3 separate regions of the Anas platyrhynchos genome follow, and all the other regions are linked to region 1. The links are chromatin contacts, called in public Hi-C maps. All regions are on one chromosome and are shown on one strand. Each heading gives the region's core, a stretch centred on a gene start, on an enhancer-like site or on the middle of the called end of the contact. The rest is flanking DNA. Distances are from core to core; before and after follow the strand shown.

Region 1 (2,588 bases), core at 51-2,550:
CACTCAGCTGAACACTCTTTCAGTGCCTGTTGAAGTCTCTTCTGTCCTTGGGAAGGGGTGGGTTGCCTGGCTTCTCAGCAGCACCCATACTGCCTTTGTGACTTGTGGTAGCCCCTGACATTAGGAAAGATGCCTTACTTTTCCATTCCTTCTATTGCTCCAATTATTTTTTTTATTTCCTTTAATGCTGCAGTTATTCCTGGAGGCATGAGTTGTAAAGATGGAAATAGATGAAGGCAATTGTATGCCTGGAAGACATCCTCCCCTTCAAACACCTCTTGATATGCGTCCTAATGGCTTCATTACAGGGATGCTAGTGAATATTGCTAGCTCTGCATATTTTTATTTTTAATTTGTTCTGCTTACATTGACTGCATGAATTGTTTGCTTCAAACTTAGAGCCCTTATGTGGTGATGAATTCACTGGGTACAGCTGAAAGCAGAGGATTTGGTGGTGCCAGCAACACTGATTTGACTTGCAATTTACTCTGCCTAATGGCACGGAGACATTGCATTGCTTTAATTCAGCTTTGCATGGTTATAATTCCTTTCCGTCTCTGGCGTAGTTCTGAGGAAGCCTTTGCAGCCTAGCACACTTAGTAATGTCCTACTGTCTTCCTAGCATTCATTCCCCTGATGGCGTGCTACTGCTGTCTCTTGGCACGTAGCGGAGAGTTTTATTTTTGCCCTTTTGCACCATATTAATGTCATCACCGTGCGAGCTTTCCTACGCTGTGCACATTTTTCTCACAGCACCAAAGGTCTTCCCTGGTGTCCTCTGCTTCATATTTATGCTTTTGGCTTTGATGAGGTTTTACGCTTATCAGTTCTACCTGGCTATGCCCACCCCACTGCTGCTCAGTTTTTGGCTGGGTGCCTTTGCAGCAGCGTTAGACACACCTGTAGTTTACCAGCAATGAGGACAGCTTTTCCTTCAGCAGTCTCATTGCCCTTTTTTTCTCACTTACGAATCTACCACTAATTACTTCAGGTTTTAAGATCTCCTACTCCCATGAGTCAGCCATTTTCCGTGCAGTTTGGCAGCATACCAACCTATTGTTTCTCCAGATTCTTGATTACACAACTGTGGGGCAGATACCTCCTGAATGTGTCATTTTTATTATTTTTTTTTTTCTGAGGACTGGAAATGCTTCTGAGACATTTCTAGGATTTTGCATGGGGTTCTTCCAGTCTGCAGTTGGTATACATCCAGATGCTGCAGAAGCACATGGGAGCCACTGCCAAGTTCAGCTAGCAGTGTGAATGGGCTTATTTTGGCTTCCTGTTTACCCAGCCCCATGGCAATGTGTTAGATTTCTCATGTGACTCAAAAGAATGGCTCACAGAGCTATTGTCAATGCTTCCTCTTTCATTTTCTGCAGCATTGGGACAGAAACGCAGTGTGAATCCATGATGTTCTTCTCCATACCTCTGTGTTCAGGGAAAGTGTGGGGTTGTCTCTTTTTTTTCTTTTTTTCAGTCTTCATAGCTGCTCATGACATACACTTATTCTCTTTTGCCACCACATTCAGTGTCCAAACCAAATATGAACCTGACAGAGAAACAGGGAGCTGATGCTGGTTGCTTTTCCCCTTCCCTCCTCCCCTGGGAGTGCACAGTGGTCAGGAGCCCCCCTACTTTCAAGCAGAGCTAGCTCCTCTCCTGGAGCTCACGCAGCCCACCCCAGAAGGAAATTGCCAGCTCTTCTTGGGGGTGCACCATTGTTTAGGGCAGGCCCCAAACAATGAACCAGGCAGGGAAGGGCTGCGAAGACTGAGACTGTGGGTTTTGTGCAGGAGTCAAAGCAAGAGACAGCTGTGCAGCCTGAAAGATGATCAGAAGATAAAATGGCAGAGGCTGGATTTCTAAAGACATTCTAATGCCAATTAGAAGCCTGAAATCTCCCTGGCTTGCCCTGCCCCAGAAATTCAGATCAAATCATGCTCTGAGTTATTCCCACAAAAGGAACTGGAAATTCAATAGGTCAGCTTGCCAGCTAGAATAAGTCCACTAACTCCACGCTCCCTGTCATCAGAGGACCTGGCCCCATGACTATGAGCTGCAGATTTTCCACATGGCTGTTTCCCTGGGACTTGCATCATCACCCTGCACAACAAGGAGAGTCCAAGGTCCCAGTGTAGGAGCTTTTTAAGGAAGCAAAGGAAGAGAACCAACAAAAGCTCAGGTTCACGTCATTCACCTGGTTTAGTAGGGTTTTGGAGCAGTACCTCCCCATATCCTCAAACACCATGTGATTGTTGCCAGATCTTAGTGCCAAGTCCTTCAGCTGACATCGGGAATGGGTAAGGTCAAGGACCCACAGAGCAGCTGTGCCACAGTTTGCTTCTAGCCAGTCCCACCCCACTGACAGTGCAGCACTTACAGAGTCAGGGTACAGACACAGAAAGCCTTAAATGCTGCCTCCTGATCTACTTGTTCATTAATATAGAAAAGAATATTCTGCATCTCAGCCTTACACTAAGGACCCCAATCATATCGTAGGATTTGTCAGACAAGATATGCCGGTGGAAATGAGTTCTAGCGATCCTGCCTGAAATCCCAAGAGCATGCCATCTGCCCCTAGGCAG
Region 2 (2,588 bases), core at 37-2,536, 120 kb after region 1:
TACACACCGAGACTGCCTAATGCTGGCAGTGCTGTATGTCATGGCAACAGATGGTTTGCAGAAGTGGCCCTAAAACTCATGTGCCATGACCTCGAGCCAGCAGGAGCTGTGGAAAGGGAAGGCTGGCAGGGCAGCGTGCATCCAGGGCCCTAGCTCCTTCCACAGCTCACCATCAGACAACAAAATTCGGCCTCAGCTCACCTTGGCAACTCTTGTATTCCCAACGAGATGCATGAACATAGCCCTAAAGTAAAACTAAACTGCGTTTTTCACCACCCTGTGCACAGAGAAGCCCCCCGATGCTCAGTGTGAGGGAAATGTCGGCAGCTTCCCCCCAGAGGTGGAGCTGCCTTGCAGAGACAGTTCAGGTTTCAGCAGCACACAGTCCAGCCAGTCATTGAGATAGAGCCAGTCACAAAATTCAGATCCAGATCTGATGAAGCCTTCAGATACATCCACATTTCACCCTGTGTTGCAATGCAGGGCTTGGCTCTTCCCATTACAAAACCAATTACCTCCAAAATGCAGTGTTGTACCCCGGACTGGCTTTCCACCTCTTCCTTGAGCAAAGTTCACGAATTCACACCTTGACTAGTCAGAGCAGCTGCACCACCAAGGGATGGAGAGGCCAGTTCAGACCAGTTACCATTCAGCCTGGCTCTTCCTCTGTTTGAGGAAGAGCAAAGCATCACCTGGAGCCCTCACCACCTCCTCACGTGCTGCTGCCTCTCCTGGCTTGGCTGCACGCAGCAGTGGTAAAGCCCACGCAGACTCCCCCGCCTCAGACTTAAACCTGAACAGATTACAGCTGTTAGTGTGAAGCTAAAGGCCTGCCAAGGCTGTTTCCTGCTGGTAGAAAAGCCCACTTTGGGGACGCATCCCCAGATCACATCTCTGAGGCAGAGGCTAAGGAGCATTCATCCAAACAGCGCAGCCTGAGCTCACCTCTGGCCAGCACCAGTGACTCACCAGGGCTGAAGCCCTTCTCTCTGGGATTTCTCTCTCACTCTGGCAGCTTTACCAACCGTGGGCGCCCACACGGAGGTCCCACAGGCCCCCAGAGCACAGGCAGTGCTGGAGATGGAGACCAGCCAACAAACCTTCAGGAGAACTTGGAGGAGTCAGATTGCAGAGACAAAAAAAATGCTACTTTCATCCCAGTGTTTCATAAGGGAGGCTCACGCCCGAGCACGGTGTTTTTTCCTCCACTTTGAGTCACTGGGACCTCTTTCAATAAGCCGTGTGTTAGCCTCCACAAAGGCAGGGCAGCTTTTCAGCTCCTGTTGCTGGCAGGAGGGAGCGAGCAGAGCAGGCGCAGTGCAGGAGCGTGACAGCTTGCTGAGCGCTCACACCGCCCCCGAGGCATTGACTTTCCAGAGGTGCTGCCATCGCTGCAGATGTTACCGAGCTGCCCCGGGCCTGCCAAGCAGCGATAGTGACTCAGACCAGACAGCTGACCCACGCACACGGCTCGGGTGCCTCTGTGAGGGATCGAGCAGATAACCACGGGCCCCAACAGAAAAGCTCCCGTTTCCATGCTCCTGAGTGCTGGCTGGAGCTGGCTTCATCGCAGGGGTGGCTGAATACTCAAAAAGCTCCAAAGGTCTCAGCCTGCCAACGACCCAGCAAGGCAAATGATGATTTGGAAGCAAAATATTTACCTAGCAGAGCGGGTAAAGTGCAGCAAGCTTTACGAAATCAGCTGCAAAACCCCATATGCGGATGTCATGTACCTGGAAAGCTCTTCGGTGTGCTGGTGACAGAAAGGGGTCTCCTAACCAAGCACCGGCAAGACTTGGTGACTTGCAGACACTGGGTCATAAGGAAAAGGCTGCTTTTCACAGAAACCCGTTTACTTTTCCTCTTCATGGCCGTGCCTTTCTCATTTCAGAGATCAGTTTGCTTTTGCCAGATGGAATCAAAGTCACCACTGTGAATTCAGCATTTTTTTTCTTTTTTCTTGGAAAGCACCAGTCAGTACCATGTCAAGAAAAACAAACAGAGAGGTTTGCTTAGGATCTATTTAAAGCACATCAGCAGTGGTAGCTCCAATAACAACCCCAGGGCCAGCACTGGTGTTTGTGACAAAACTACTGTGTGTAAGAAGGGCAAGAACATTGCAGGCAACTTTCCCTCTATTGGGCTTCCATGCTAAATCAGCCCTTACATTTTCCCCTTTCACCCAAAGAGGTCAGAAAAGTAGGGTGCAAGGCAAATGCTCCTGAAAGGGTCGGATCCAAATAGAAAACGCTCTGTGGTTCAGACCTGGCAGCCAGGAAGGAGAAGCAGCCTACCAAGAAAAAGTGAAACTCCCTGTGAGGAGATTGTGCTGGCTCTGCTGAGCAGGGAGGGAAACACAGTCCCAAAATGGTGCAGAGCATGCTTAGGCTGAAGAGCTCAGCTTCAGCATTGCACAACCCAAGCAGGAGGGCCCAACTTCAGCGTCCCCAGCACCCAGACAGCTGCTATTTGCAGTCAGCAGCCATACAGGAGAAGTCTTGGAGCTCAACCACTGCGAGCAGACACGAGGCCCACCTCTACCCACACTGCCCTCATGCCAGGTGGTGGAAACCAGCCAGGAGGTGGCT
Region 3 (2,588 bases), core at 29-2,528, 92 kb after region 1:
TATTGCTAATAAACAAGAAAGGTAGGGCAGTTTTAACTCTTGCTAGGGCTTCAGTGGAGCCCAAGAGCACAGAGCCCTCTCTGGCCTCTGAAAGAACTAGCATGGAGGTGTCATATCTAGCAGTCCAAGAGGATGTCCCCCCGTTTTGTAGAGGAAGCAAGGCTCAGAGTAAGGCAGGGACTTGTTTAGGCATTTTGCGGAGCCAAGAAAAGCTCTCCTAGCCCTGGGCAGCAGAAGGGGAGAGCGCAGCACCTCTGCAGAGTGATGCACCCTCAGGGCCCGAGCTGGTCCATGCTCCCCTGGGGAAGCCAGGCCTCAGCCACCCAGCAAATCAGACAGGATAAGTTGCCAGTGATTTTTGTGAGGTTATACCACAAGCTGCATGTGGCACGGTGGCCACCCACTCCCTGGATGCTCTGACCGGGCATGTGGGATGCCACGGAAACTTACCCGAGCTGTCGCTGCCACTCAGGCCCTATCTAGGTGATAATGCCAGGCTGTGTGTTGGTTGCTGACAAGTGAATTGTAATCTACCAAAAGCTTTGCCAGCATGTTTTAATATATTAGAGCCTGGTTGTAAAAAAAAAATAAAAAATTCAGGGAGGGGGATTAACGTTACTTGATTCTGGCCAAGTTAATAAAATATGGTCTGACTTACTGCCAGGATACTTAATTCTTTTTTATTCAGAGTGGCTGGGTGATTTCACTGAGGTTGGCTCAGCGGGAAGCAGAGTCAGCTCTGGCTTTGTCAGCTCTTGTGTGTCACCTTCCTGGCTGGCGACAGCGGTCGTGTCCCCACGGGGCTGGGAGCTCAGGCAGAAGGGAGTCCCCTCCAGTGAGGCAGCACAGGCTGGAGCGGGGGGTGGCATCCAGTGTGACACAGGGCAGGGGGAGCCTGGTCTGGGGCAGGGCACGTGATGCTACAGAGGGCAACAGAGGAGGTTTGCTCATGGCTGTCATTCCTGCATGCCAGATTGGGATGATGGGGTGGCCACCACCCAGCCCTTCTCCTACACCTCCACGTTTCTCTATCTCACACCATGACTTCAGTGGAAGGGACATTTGTCACGGCCATGCTTGTGACAGCTCCCCATGCCCACTGGATCCTCTGTCTGATTATTTTCTGCCTTGTCTCTTAGAGCCACTTCAATTCCTTTGCCTGCCTGCATGGCAGCACTGACAATTCGCAGGCACTGCGCTGGCTGGCACCAGAAACCAGTCCACAGGCGGGCTCCTGCCTGCGCTCTGAATCACCATGAGGCTCCAGAGCTTTAAATGGGAAGCAGAGCACGCTGCTGTCTAGATAGACAAATGAAACTTCAACCAGCTCTCTAGCTTTGGAAACAAGCTCTGAATCATGCCGAGGGCAAGGTGCCAGGAGCGGCTCTGCTCTAATCCTGGCTCCACCGCTTGCTCGCTGTGTGGCCTTCAGAAAAGCTCCTCAGGGTAAATGCTGCTCCTTCCTCCTCCTCCCCACCAGCATCCCACCTGTCCCTGTGCCCCTGTGCTCAGCTCCTGGTGCCTGGTTGGGGTCGCTGCTCCAGCGCTAGCTATGCAGCTGGCTTCATGTACTTTGGGAAGGAGGAGGGAAATGCTCCCCGTAGCTCATGATAGCATGCTTTTCAGCAAAATGGGGCTCTTTTGCTTTCTGCCTCTCTCCCTCCTCCCGGGACCCTATGCTGAGTGCTTTGGGCAAGCAAAGCACCAGAGGATGCTGAGCAGGGTGGATGGCCGCTGCTGAATGAGGTTGCATGCAACAGCTTCTGAGCTCAGACGTAAAGGTCTTGGTGCTGCATTCATAAAAGCCCAGATTCCTTGGTAAACAGAGTGCATTAATATTTATTTTAAGAAGCTTGGAATCATGATTTAATACTGGAGAAAGGGCTATTCTTACACTATGTTAGCAGAGCTTGTTCTAATACAATATTTCCTAACTTCAGACATGGTAACCTAGTAAGCTCCATTACCACGCTAATACTATATAAAAATGATCCTTTATTATAAATCATACCGTACACCAAAAAGGATATAAATAGAGCCCCTGTGCGGCATTGGCATGCCTCATATTTCTCTTGGTTCACATTAAATGAGCCACTAAATTACAGTGTCCTTCTTTATAATATCATCCTCCAAAGCCAAGTATTTGGTGCGTTACACAGGGCTGTTCTAACAAGAGAAATTAGTATGGCTGGTTTAATTCAGCCAGGCCTGCCATGCATGTTATAGGAGAGGGTGCTAAAAATGGGCCAGAACGCACAATTTCATCGACCTTTCAAAAACCTCTCACTCGGATCTTGCTGTTGGAGCAGGGGCTGTCTCGGGGCTGACAGACAGCTCCCGGGGGTGCAGGGTCTGGCTGCCCCTGAGCTCCCCAGCAGCAGAGAGACAAGGGATGGATGGGGCAGGGGCAAGGATTTGGGTCTCAGCTTTGGTCTGTCGCTAGTCCTCTGCCAACAGCACTGCAGCTATTTTGTGATTTAGGAGAACACGGGTGCGGCCAGGCTCTGGTCCCTGCTGAGCAGTGCTGGCCATTATTTAACTTCCCTGTGTCTCGACTGCTGAAACCGGAGAGATTTTGCCCACAGGAT

The links. A called contact is a pair of places that touch in the nucleus more often than the background predicts.
Region 2: a contact with region 1 is called in a Hi-C map of skeletal muscle, with 5 times the contacts expected there. The contact joins two enhancer-like sites. A contact is called at or near these places in 2 of 8 Hi-C or Micro-C datasets (liver and skeletal muscle).
Region 3: a Hi-C map of subcutaneous adipose tissue shows a contact between it and region 1, with 2.6 times the contacts expected there. The contact joins two enhancer-like sites. A contact is called at or near these places in 2 of 8 Hi-C or Micro-C datasets (liver and subcutaneous adipose tissue).

Annotation. Positions count from the first base shown.
Region 1 is chr3:26,738,846-26,741,433 of IASCAAS_PekinDuck_T2T, forward strand. No RefSeq gene overlaps it. Among named protein-coding and RNA genes, the nearest start is that of TARBP1, 14 kb to the left of the region's middle. Within about 2 kb of position 1,301, at least 3 of the 8 cell types and tissues checked have an H3K27ac peak or open chromatin away from gene starts, as enhancers often do. A contact at or near this core is called in subcutaneous adipose tissue, where this site is marked.
Region 2 is chr3:26,860,270-26,862,857 of IASCAAS_PekinDuck_T2T, forward strand. LOC140002117 (a long non-coding RNA gene) reads right to left here. Exons shown (of 6, transcript XR_011808111.1): 2 at 1-1,959. Among named protein-coding and RNA genes, the nearest start is that of IRF2BP2, 71 kb to the left of the region's middle. Within about 2 kb of position 1,287, at least 2 of the 8 cell types and tissues checked have an H3K27ac peak or open chromatin away from gene starts, as enhancers often do.
Region 3 is chr3:26,830,988-26,833,575 of IASCAAS_PekinDuck_T2T, forward strand. No RefSeq gene overlaps it. Among named protein-coding and RNA genes, the nearest start is that of IRF2BP2, 41 kb to the left of the region's middle. Within about 2 kb of position 1,279, at least 5 of the 8 cell types and tissues checked have an H3K27ac peak or open chromatin away from gene starts, as enhancers often do. A contact at or near this core is called in subcutaneous adipose tissue, where this site is marked.